3 separate regions of the Mus musculus genome follow, and all the other regions are linked to region 2. A link is a contact called in public HiChIP or PLAC-seq data. All regions are on one chromosome and are shown on one strand. Each heading gives the region's core, a stretch centred on a gene start, on an enhancer-like site or on the middle of the called end of the contact. The rest is flanking DNA. Distances are from core to core; before and after follow the strand shown.

Evidence for each region. HiChIP or PLAC-seq counts read pairs in DNA pulled down with a chosen protein or histone mark.
Region 1: an H3K27ac HiChIP or PLAC-seq map of T-cell acute lymphoblastic leukemia shows a contact between it and region 2, with 3 times the contacts expected there. The contact joins the promoter of Gramd4 here to the enhancer-like site in region 2. A contact is called at or near these places in 19 of 39 promoter capture datasets (the 3T3-L1 cell line, the C10 cell line, the HPC-7 cell line and 12 more), 3 of 15 datasets of contacts at CTCF or cohesin (CD8 T cells, the NIH/3T3 cell line and embryonic stem cells), 76 of 484 Hi-C or Micro-C datasets (2-cell embryo, the 3T3-L1 cell line, 3T3-L1-derived adipocytes and 49 more), 40 of 115 datasets of contacts at active chromatin or transcription factors (the 230-238 cell line, CD4 T cells, CD8 T cells and 29 more) and 6 of 9 other capture datasets (adipose tissue, embryonic tail, embryonic trunk and 3 more).
Region 3: a FOXA1 HiChIP or PLAC-seq map of pancreatic cancer cells shows a contact between it and region 2. The contact joins two enhancer-like sites. A contact is called at or near these places in 5 of 39 promoter capture datasets (the C10 cell line, the HPC-7 cell line, cranial neural crest and 2 more), 13 of 115 datasets of contacts at active chromatin or transcription factors (bone marrow-derived dendritic cells, embryonic basal ganglia, embryonic forebrain and 9 more) and 4 of 9 other capture datasets (adipose tissue, embryonic stem cells, liver and 1 more).

What each region holds. Positions count from the first base shown.
Region 1 is chr15:86,057,339-86,060,038 of GRCm38.p6, reverse strand. It overlaps Gramd4 (GRAM domain containing 4), which reads right to left and starts at 1,277. Exons shown (of 19, transcript NM_001379572.1): 1 at 1,078-1,277. The coding sequence starts at 1,106. It overlaps Gm41375 (a long non-coding RNA gene), which reads left to right and starts at 1,423. Exons shown (of 3, transcript XR_875536.2): 1 at 1,423-1,647.
Region 2 is chr15:85,908,035-85,910,734 of GRCm38.p6, reverse strand. All of the region lies in intron 24 of Celsr1 (cadherin, EGF LAG seven-pass G-type receptor 1), which reads left to right. Among named protein-coding and RNA genes, the nearest start is that of Trmu, 30 kb to the right of the region's middle. Within about 2 kb of position 1,399, at least 53 of the 459 cell types and tissues checked have an H3K27ac peak or open chromatin away from gene starts, as enhancers often do. A contact at or near this core is called in the BV-2 cell line, the Ba/F3 cell line, the C2C12 cell line and 13 more, where this site is marked.
Region 3 is chr15:86,078,638-86,081,337 of GRCm38.p6, reverse strand. The region is part of intron 1 of Gramd4 (GRAM domain containing 4); the gene reads right to left. Among named protein-coding and RNA genes, the nearest start is that of Gm15722, 11 kb to the left of the region's middle. Within about 2 kb of position 1,252, at least 67 of the 459 cell types and tissues checked have an H3K27ac peak or open chromatin away from gene starts, as enhancers often do. A contact at or near this core is called in pancreatic cancer cells and trophoblast stem cells, where this site is marked.

The DNA of each region.
Region 1 (2,700 bases), core at 28-2,527, 150 kb before region 2:
ACTGAGGCAGGGCTGGTTTTGTGACAGTGCCTTGCCCGATCTCACAGAACAGGTATCCGAGATAAACTAACTTCCAACTGTCCTTTATTTCAAACCCTACAGAGCCTGGACCATGACCCCTCCTTCTGAACCTGGCCCTAAAGCAAGCTCCTACCTGGCTGGGGTTCAGCGAAATTGAGGATTGGGGGGGGGAGTGCGTTAAGACTCAGCACCTTTAATTTTGTCCCTAATCTACACAAGGCAAGGCAGGAAGGGAACCCACTCTGAACAAGGTCCCCCCAAACTGAATCTCTCTTATCTCTGAAAATGGGAAGTTCCAAAGAGTACAAGGTTCTGCCTCTGGCCCTAGAAGCCTGCTTCTTACCCTGGCCACGGGTAGGAAGGCCACAGGGGAACCAACATCCAGACTAGTCAGTCCCTCTCCACCCTTCAGAGGTGCTGGTCCCGCTCTGGACAGATGAAGTCTTAGGTTAGGGACTGCCACACAGCACCCCACCTTAACGGTTGTATAAACACATAGGCCTAAGCTCCAGCCCAGGTGCCAACTGTCCCCAGAATCCCATAGGCTAATTCCAAATGAAAGGAAAAGATATAACAGAGAGCAGGGTGTGGAAAGGGAGCAAGCGTCCACAACTTTTCCCCGGGTCATCTGTTGGGCCACACCGGCCTGGACAGCCCTCCTCCTTTTCAGTCCTCCCCCACCACCAAGAGAGTGGGTCAGTAGGACGACATTTGCTGTGCCCTCATCCTGACCCCCCCGCTAGCGGCCTAGGCATGGTGACCCATCTAATGACTCCCCCACATCATAGTTTGGGCCCTGCGTCCCATCGACGTCTGCCTCTCGCCCACCAGGACCCTGACCCGCACAGCGCCCGTGGTACGCGCGAGGGGCGGCCGTGACGCGCGCCCCGGGAGCGTGTGTGCGGGGGCGCGCCCGCGCTGCTCCCCGAAGGGAGGGTCGCTGCTGTGGGCCACCGAGTGAGAGTGTGGGCACACGGGGTCGCGGCCCGGCAGCTAGGACAGAGCGTGGCCAGCGTCGCCCAGGTCCGTGTGGGAGTCCGCGTGCGCGCCGCTTACCCTGCGGGATGATCGGGGCCAACTCTCATCCACCCGCCGCCGCGGCGCCCCCCTGGCCGGCCACCCGGCCGCGCTGCACCTGCCGCCCTCCCGGGAGCCCAGCGGCGCCGGGGAGCGGGGACTACGCGGCCCCGCGGGTGCCGGCCACGAGCGCGGAGGCGGCGCCGCGTCGCGCGCTCACGTCCTGCTGCGCGGAGTCTGCGCGCCCCCCGACCGGGCCTGCGCAAGCCGCCGCCCCGCTCCGCCCCCTCGCCTCCCCGCCCTCCCTGCCCGGTGTGTGCGCGCGCGCGCGCCCGATCACGCGGCGCCGCCTTTGTTTGGGTGACCCACGTGGGTCCTCGCCGCGCGTGCCCACGCGCACGCGTGGCCGCCTGCCAGTCGCAGCCACGGGCACAACCGAGCACAAGGATACACTCCACTGTCACCTCTCTCCCGGCGAACTGGCTTGACGGTTACTGCCAAATGGAGACCCGCGCTTGGTGTAGAAATACTTGTCCTGGCACCGCCAGGCTGGACTCAGAGCACAGCTCCACACTGGGAAAAGGACATGGAACCTCCACCTGGAGGGCAGTGAGCAACTCCTCCCTTCTCTCCCACTCAGTACCTAACCAGGAATGCCACATACCTTTAAATGTCACCGTAGCGATAGGAAGCCTACTTTAGCTCTAGTACTATCTTAAAGGAAAAGAGATCCTCCAGGAGTCACTTCCCCCGTTTTGACTCGCCTTTCAAAAACCAGGGTTGACAAGGACCCAGAAAGATAACTAATGAACCTGGTAAAAGACCACACCCTCCAGAACCCCAGGCCCTAGCCTGGTTGGAGGACTGACCTGCAGCACCGTATGGGGTCTGACCTAGGAGGTCCACTGTAGGGTACGAGGGTGACTGTAGCAAACTCAGCATCAGCAAGTGGAGACAGCACATTAGACCTGTGACCACATGACCCGCTTGCACTGCGGGGCTTTGACGACCTCACCTCCAACCCTCTCAATCCAGAACTGTCCCCCACCTTATTATGTCTCAAGCACCCCAGGAGATTTGAGGAATGCTGAAGGACTCTGAAGCTTTCTGGGGGGTGGGGTGGGTGGGGGCAGGATTCAGGCCCCCTTTTGTCCTCCAGCATTGCCTACCTTCCAGACAGGCCTTTGTCCCAGGGTCTGGGGCTGGCATCCAGAGAGGCTCCTGTAGGTGAGCTCTCTCTCTCTCTGAATGCAGAGTGAGAAGCAATGCCCATGTGTAGCACAACATGAGGTCTGTCCAATGGCTCTTGGCTGGCAGTGTGAGATGCCAGGCTAAGCTGCCTGCAGGGCTTGGTCTTGGCAAGATGAGAGCTACTTTGGGCAGGAACCTCCTCTGAGTCACCTTTGTGCGGCATCCCAGCCCAATGCCACACCAATCTCGCTGGTTCCTCCTACCCCTGGCTTTCCCTGCTTCCTCTCTGTCCTACAGCAAAACCGGACTCTGGTCGTCGCCCCACCCCCACCGCCCCCTGCAAGCACAAGTGCTACTTTCCTGCCTCCAGGATTGCCTAGACCATATCCTCCCTGGGGCGCGGAGGAGGGGGGAGCCTCTCCACTCTGGCCCTACCCAACCTTCCAAGCTAACTCCAAAGTTTCAGCTCCA
Region 2 (2,700 bases), core at 150-2,649:
GATTTGAGGTCCAAGTCAGGCTCTGGGACAGAAGCGGGAAGAAGACGAGAGCTGGAGTTTCCCAGCCAGCTCAGAGACCTTCCTGGGTGATCAGACCCCTCAGGAAAAAAGAGCAGACCCTGCTACCTCCTAGGCATGGCTTCCTGGGCCATCCTAGACCCAGTCCTCTTGATGAACCTGGTGGCTTTCCTGTAGGGTCACAGTAGCACAGGGTTGGATCCGATGAACCAGGACCAAACCTCCTTGCCACCCTCCAAGGCCAGATATTATTCCTCCCAGAGCGGGCATGGATATGGGATTCATCTCCCAGGCGTGGACATGGGAGGCCCGTTCGAAGGCTCAGCAAGCTGAGACTCATTTTGGGGTCCTGTAGGTGTGCCTTCTCAAGGTCTGGATAGAGAAAAGTAGTCAACAGCTTCGAGCCACTCCCTGCTGCTAAGCACGGCATGCAGCTCACTGAGAGGCCAAGGCTCACTTCTGACTCGGCCCCTGCTGGCATGAGAGCTTTCCAGGCACCAGGGGGGCACAGAGCAGGCAAATGCACCCCAGGAGGACAGTGTGTGGTGGCAGGGGCTTGGCACGGTGCCCAGGTTTTCTGAGTTTTATCTAAACTCCCATTCGTATCTCCAGGTGAGGCCGTTTATCTCCCAGAAGCCTGACAGGCTGAAATGATTTAGTGTGTGTTTGTTCTGTTCTGGAAAAGCGAGTATGTTTAGTGTAGAAGCGTGTCCACACAACCCCGCCAGATCCTATGGTTGATTTCCTGCCCTTTTTCAAATGGCGGTTTTTTGTTTTGTTTGAGGTTTATTTGTTCATCATTTAAAGCAACAGCCAGCCAGCCTTCCCACCCTCCTCCTCCTCCTCCTCCAGCTGAGCCAGCCCCACTTTCCACTGCGGAAATGGCGTATGGGGATGGGGGGGGGGATCCAGCTCAGGCTTGCCCCCTCACAGCTGGCATTCTGAGATGCCAGCAGAGAGCATGCCCCAGCTGTAGCCCTGTTTCTGTCTTCAGCTTTGCAGTGTAGGTGACAAGTGTGCGTGCTCACATAGGTCCCTTGCACTGTCCGGGTGTTATCTCTGGAGAGCATGTGACCCTTGGAGGCTGACCTGGCATCAGGTGGTTCTGTCAGGGTACCCTCCAGCCTGTGCTCTGTTGCCTTTCCTCAGAGTGCGGTGACCTGGTATTTGAACATAGTCACATCTAGGATGAGGTTGAGTTTATGGCTCTCCTCCTATGTCTGTGAATCTGTGGGAGTGAGGTGGGGGGGGGGGCGGTGCTTTCCTCTGGGAAGATACAGGGTTATGGTCAAGGGCAGAACATTGGACTACAGCTGCCAGTGTGGGCCCCATGCATGGGTGTGCCAGTCAAGGGTGGACTTTGGTGAGGATGTGGCCAGCTGTGGGGTTAGATTGTGCTTGTGGCCAGGGTGACTTTTGCCTAGTTGTGGGTGGGGTCAGTTGCAGCTGTGGTTAATGGTGTGGGTAAGCTGTGGGTGTGGCCTGGGTTTTTCCAGGTGGCCAGTGTGAACAGGGCCAGGTTTTCCCCTTCCTCTCTGTCCCCTCTCATTTTCTACCCTGCCTGGCTTAACTTCCTGCTGGGAAACCTACCGTTATCTTCCAGCGGGCTAGCCTGGAAGCTCTGTCTAGGCCTTGACTCCCAAAAGGCCCATGAGCAGCTGCCCTTGGGCTACATCTTCAAGTCTCATTGTGGAACATCTCAGGCTGGGTTTATATGAATGCCTCCCTAGGCTAAACTCTGGGAGCTCAGTGTCCCTTGTCCCTTGTCCTTTTTCCCATGACCTTGTTCCTGACACTGCTGGGTCTTCTGTACACCAGCAGGCAGAGCTGGCTTCCTTGCTGACTCATTCCTCAAGGAGATGCGTGCTGTCCTTCAGCCCACGTGCCGCATTCTCATTTGTAGCACATGGCCTTTGGCCTGACACATAGCACTGTCTGGCTAAGGGCAGATGGGTAGAAGAGTCTCCTCCTTCTGTGGTCTTGGACCCGCAGAAAACATCAAGACATTGTTCCTACTGGACAGAGAGGCCCCTGGAAGAAGTGCTCCCTAGAACCCCGGCTGCACCTACTGGCTAGCATTTCTGGGAACATAGGCTGAGGTCTCAGCCCGGGAGCTTTTGGCCTGAGCAAATGCCACTCCATAGTGTTTTTAAAATAAAAACTTGAAGTAGGGCCTGGTGAGATGGCTCAACAGTTAAGAGTATTGGCTGTGTTCTTCCAGAGGTCCTGAGTTCAATTCCCAGCAACCACATGGTGGCTCATGACCCTCTATAAGAGGATCTGATGCCCTCTTCCTGGCCTGCAGGTATACATGCAGCAGAACACACATACATTAAAAACAAACAAACAAAAACAAACTGGGGCTGGAGATGGCTCAGCGGGTAAGAGCACTGACTGTTCTTGCGAAAGTCTTGCGATCAAATCCCAGCAACCAAATGGTGGCTCACAACCATCCGTAATGAGATCTGATGCCCCCTTCTGGCGTGTCTGAAGACAGCTACACTGTACTTAGATATAATAATAAATATTAAAAATCAAATATTTAAAAATTAGAACAAGCTCACAAAAATATTCTCAAAAAAAAAAAAACAAAACAAAAACAAAAACAACAACAACAAAAAAAAACTAGTGCTTTGCCCATCCCCTGTTCCTGAATTACCCGCACTCTTGGTAGTGACCCCA
Region 3 (2,700 bases), core at 3-2,502, 170 kb before region 2:
AGCCCATGAGCTACCAAACCAGGTTCCTTCCTTCCAGTCACTTCCAGTTTTCTTAGCTTGGCTCAGCTGATATCAGAGGCCATGCCTGAGACTCTCACGCTGATCGGGCAAGCCCTGAATATGTTCCGACCGGCATTGCCAGCACAGCACTGCTATCAAATATTTTATATCTAAACCAGTACTCACCAGGGAGATGGTTCCTGCCAGCCTGGCAGCCCTCAACCCCTGGGCACCCCTCACTTGTAGCCACTGCTTTAAAACTCAGTCTCAGCCAGGTGGGCGGTGGCTCACGCCTTTAATCCTAGCGCTCAGGAGGCAGAGGGATGTGAATCTCTGAGTTCGAGGCCAGCCTCTGCTACAGAGTGAGTTGCGGGACAGTCGGGGTTTACACAAAGAAACCCTGTCTCAAAACAATAATAACAAAAACTAAACTAAACCAAACCAAAAAACTCTCAAGTCCCATGGACAGGAGAAAAATTTTAAAGCAAGTTGCAAAGCCCTCTGGGTACAACTGAAGCCTACAACACAGGTAATCTGAAAGCCGCATGCTGCAATCAGAGCTGTCTTAAGGCACAGTCTTCAGGGTAGCCCACAGGCAAAGTGGTAGGAAGACAAGTGTTCCTGGGAGTGCTACAGTCTGAGAGGACTTCAAGGGAGGCTCCAGCCAGTCAGTAAAGATAAAGTGTGTGAGTGTGCCACTGCTTGGGGACATTAAAGATCCTACTAGGTGTTCTGGGTGCACCTACTATGTGCCAGGCATGCTGCTTTTTTTTTTTTTTTTTTTTTAATCATCCTTGTTTGAGACAAGATCTCATGCTGGAGCCAAGGCTGGCTTGTAATTCACTATGTACCCAGGTTAGCTCCAAACTAGCAGCCATTCTCCTGCAGCAGCCTCCAGAGTGCCAGGATTGTAGACATGAGTTTTAGGTACACTTGATTTTGGGGCTGAGGTCCAGACAAGTAGAGGGTGATATTGCTGGAGCTGTGAATGCTAGACTCAGGAGGGAGAAGAGTGTCCCTAGCCTGAGGGACAGACAGTGACAGCCCAGGACGACAACTCCACTGAGGTTAAAAAAAAAAGTCAGCTGGTGGATATGCAGGGAAGGCAGTGTGGCCAGTGTCCTCTCAACAGAAAAAAACAGAGAGGAAATGGCAGGGAAATCTTATTAAGAATCATCTCATTTCAAGCACAGTATGGGGTGCCAAGTGACCTGTGACTCAGAGAGGTGACAAGGCGGTGGTCAAGACTCAGGAAATGAGCACAGGTCGTGGAGATGGAAACCAGCAGGCAGCTCTGGGTTCATCTGGGAGGCTCTGCCCAATTGCATGGGGCAGCAGAGGTAGCAGGAACTGGCCACAGGTAATTAGCCCCTCCAGCCTTCAACGATGCCAGCCATGCTCCCCTGAGGATAAGCGACCTGCTTGGCACTTCCCAGGCCACACCTCAGTGAAGCCCATGGACAGCAGCTGGGTTCCAGGCTCCTCATCTCTGTCTCTAGGCGTGACACACACTAAGAAAAAAACCCTGGAACTTTCTACGCTGACTACAGAGGCCTTCCTTTCTTAAGAGATGAAGAAACAGGAATCAGGGAGGAAAGATACGGCCATCACATGGTAGAAGATGGAATCTGGTCTTGCTGCTCTAGTCCTCTTCTGGGGCCCCTGCCAGGATGTGAGCCCGGGAATGAGGCAGGGTGAGTGGAGGAACTGAGGGGCCTGTTTCCAGGCAGTTGTGCTGCTGGTGGTGGTGGCAGTGTGTGTGCATTCGTGTGTGTGTGTGTGTGTGTGTGTGTGTGTGCATGTGCATGTGCACAGACACAACCACAGGGGATCATGGAGAACAGCAGGAAGACAGTCCCTCTAAGATTGAAAAGACCCAGTGACCCAGCGAGCTGACCTCTGAATCCACGTACAAGAGAATGGAATCAGCAGTCGGGGCTGAGGTGTCCACAAACCTCTGCTCAAAGCACCTACGGAAGCACACCTGGCCATCCTTGGGCTGTCCCGTCACAGCGGACCCTGTGGAGAGCTACAGCGATGCAGGTGCCCCTCTTCTCCGTCCTCCTTCTCGTAATTTTTCTAAGTGAGCATGTGCTGTGGGTGCTGGCTGACGTGGAGTGGGGTTGTCATGGACATTATTCAGTAAGTTAATAAATATCTTTAAAGTCTTTTTGCTTTAACTTCTGGTACGAGAGGCAGCCATCGACACAACCCACATAAACACAGCCTGGAATGTCTTCAGCCCCCGAAGGCTGTGAGGGAACCAAGATGGAGGTGGGGACGAAGCAGGAAGGAGTGGGAGGCGGTAGTGGGAGGCGGTAGGGGCGGAAGGCAGACTCGGAGGCCTCCCGGATAGACACCAGGCAACCAGTGGACAGCCTGCCCGTGACCTCTGACCTGCCACTAGGTCTTGGAGGACCGAAGCAGGTCCTACAGGGAGCTATATCTAGGCATAATCTGGAAGAGGAGCCGGGTCAAGAGAGTCTCACTTTAAAGAGAAGGTCAGAGGAGACCCAGAACACCACATGTCACAGAGCCAGCGAGAGTGCCCATCTCCTTTCTGGTCACAGTCAGAAACAGCCTTGATTCATTTCTAAGTTAGTAGGACATCGGGACCTCTAGTCCGCCTCACTAACCTAGCAAGGACCCGAAGGTCAGAGTTGAGGCTGGTGGGTGGCTCCTTATATAAATGTCACAGTA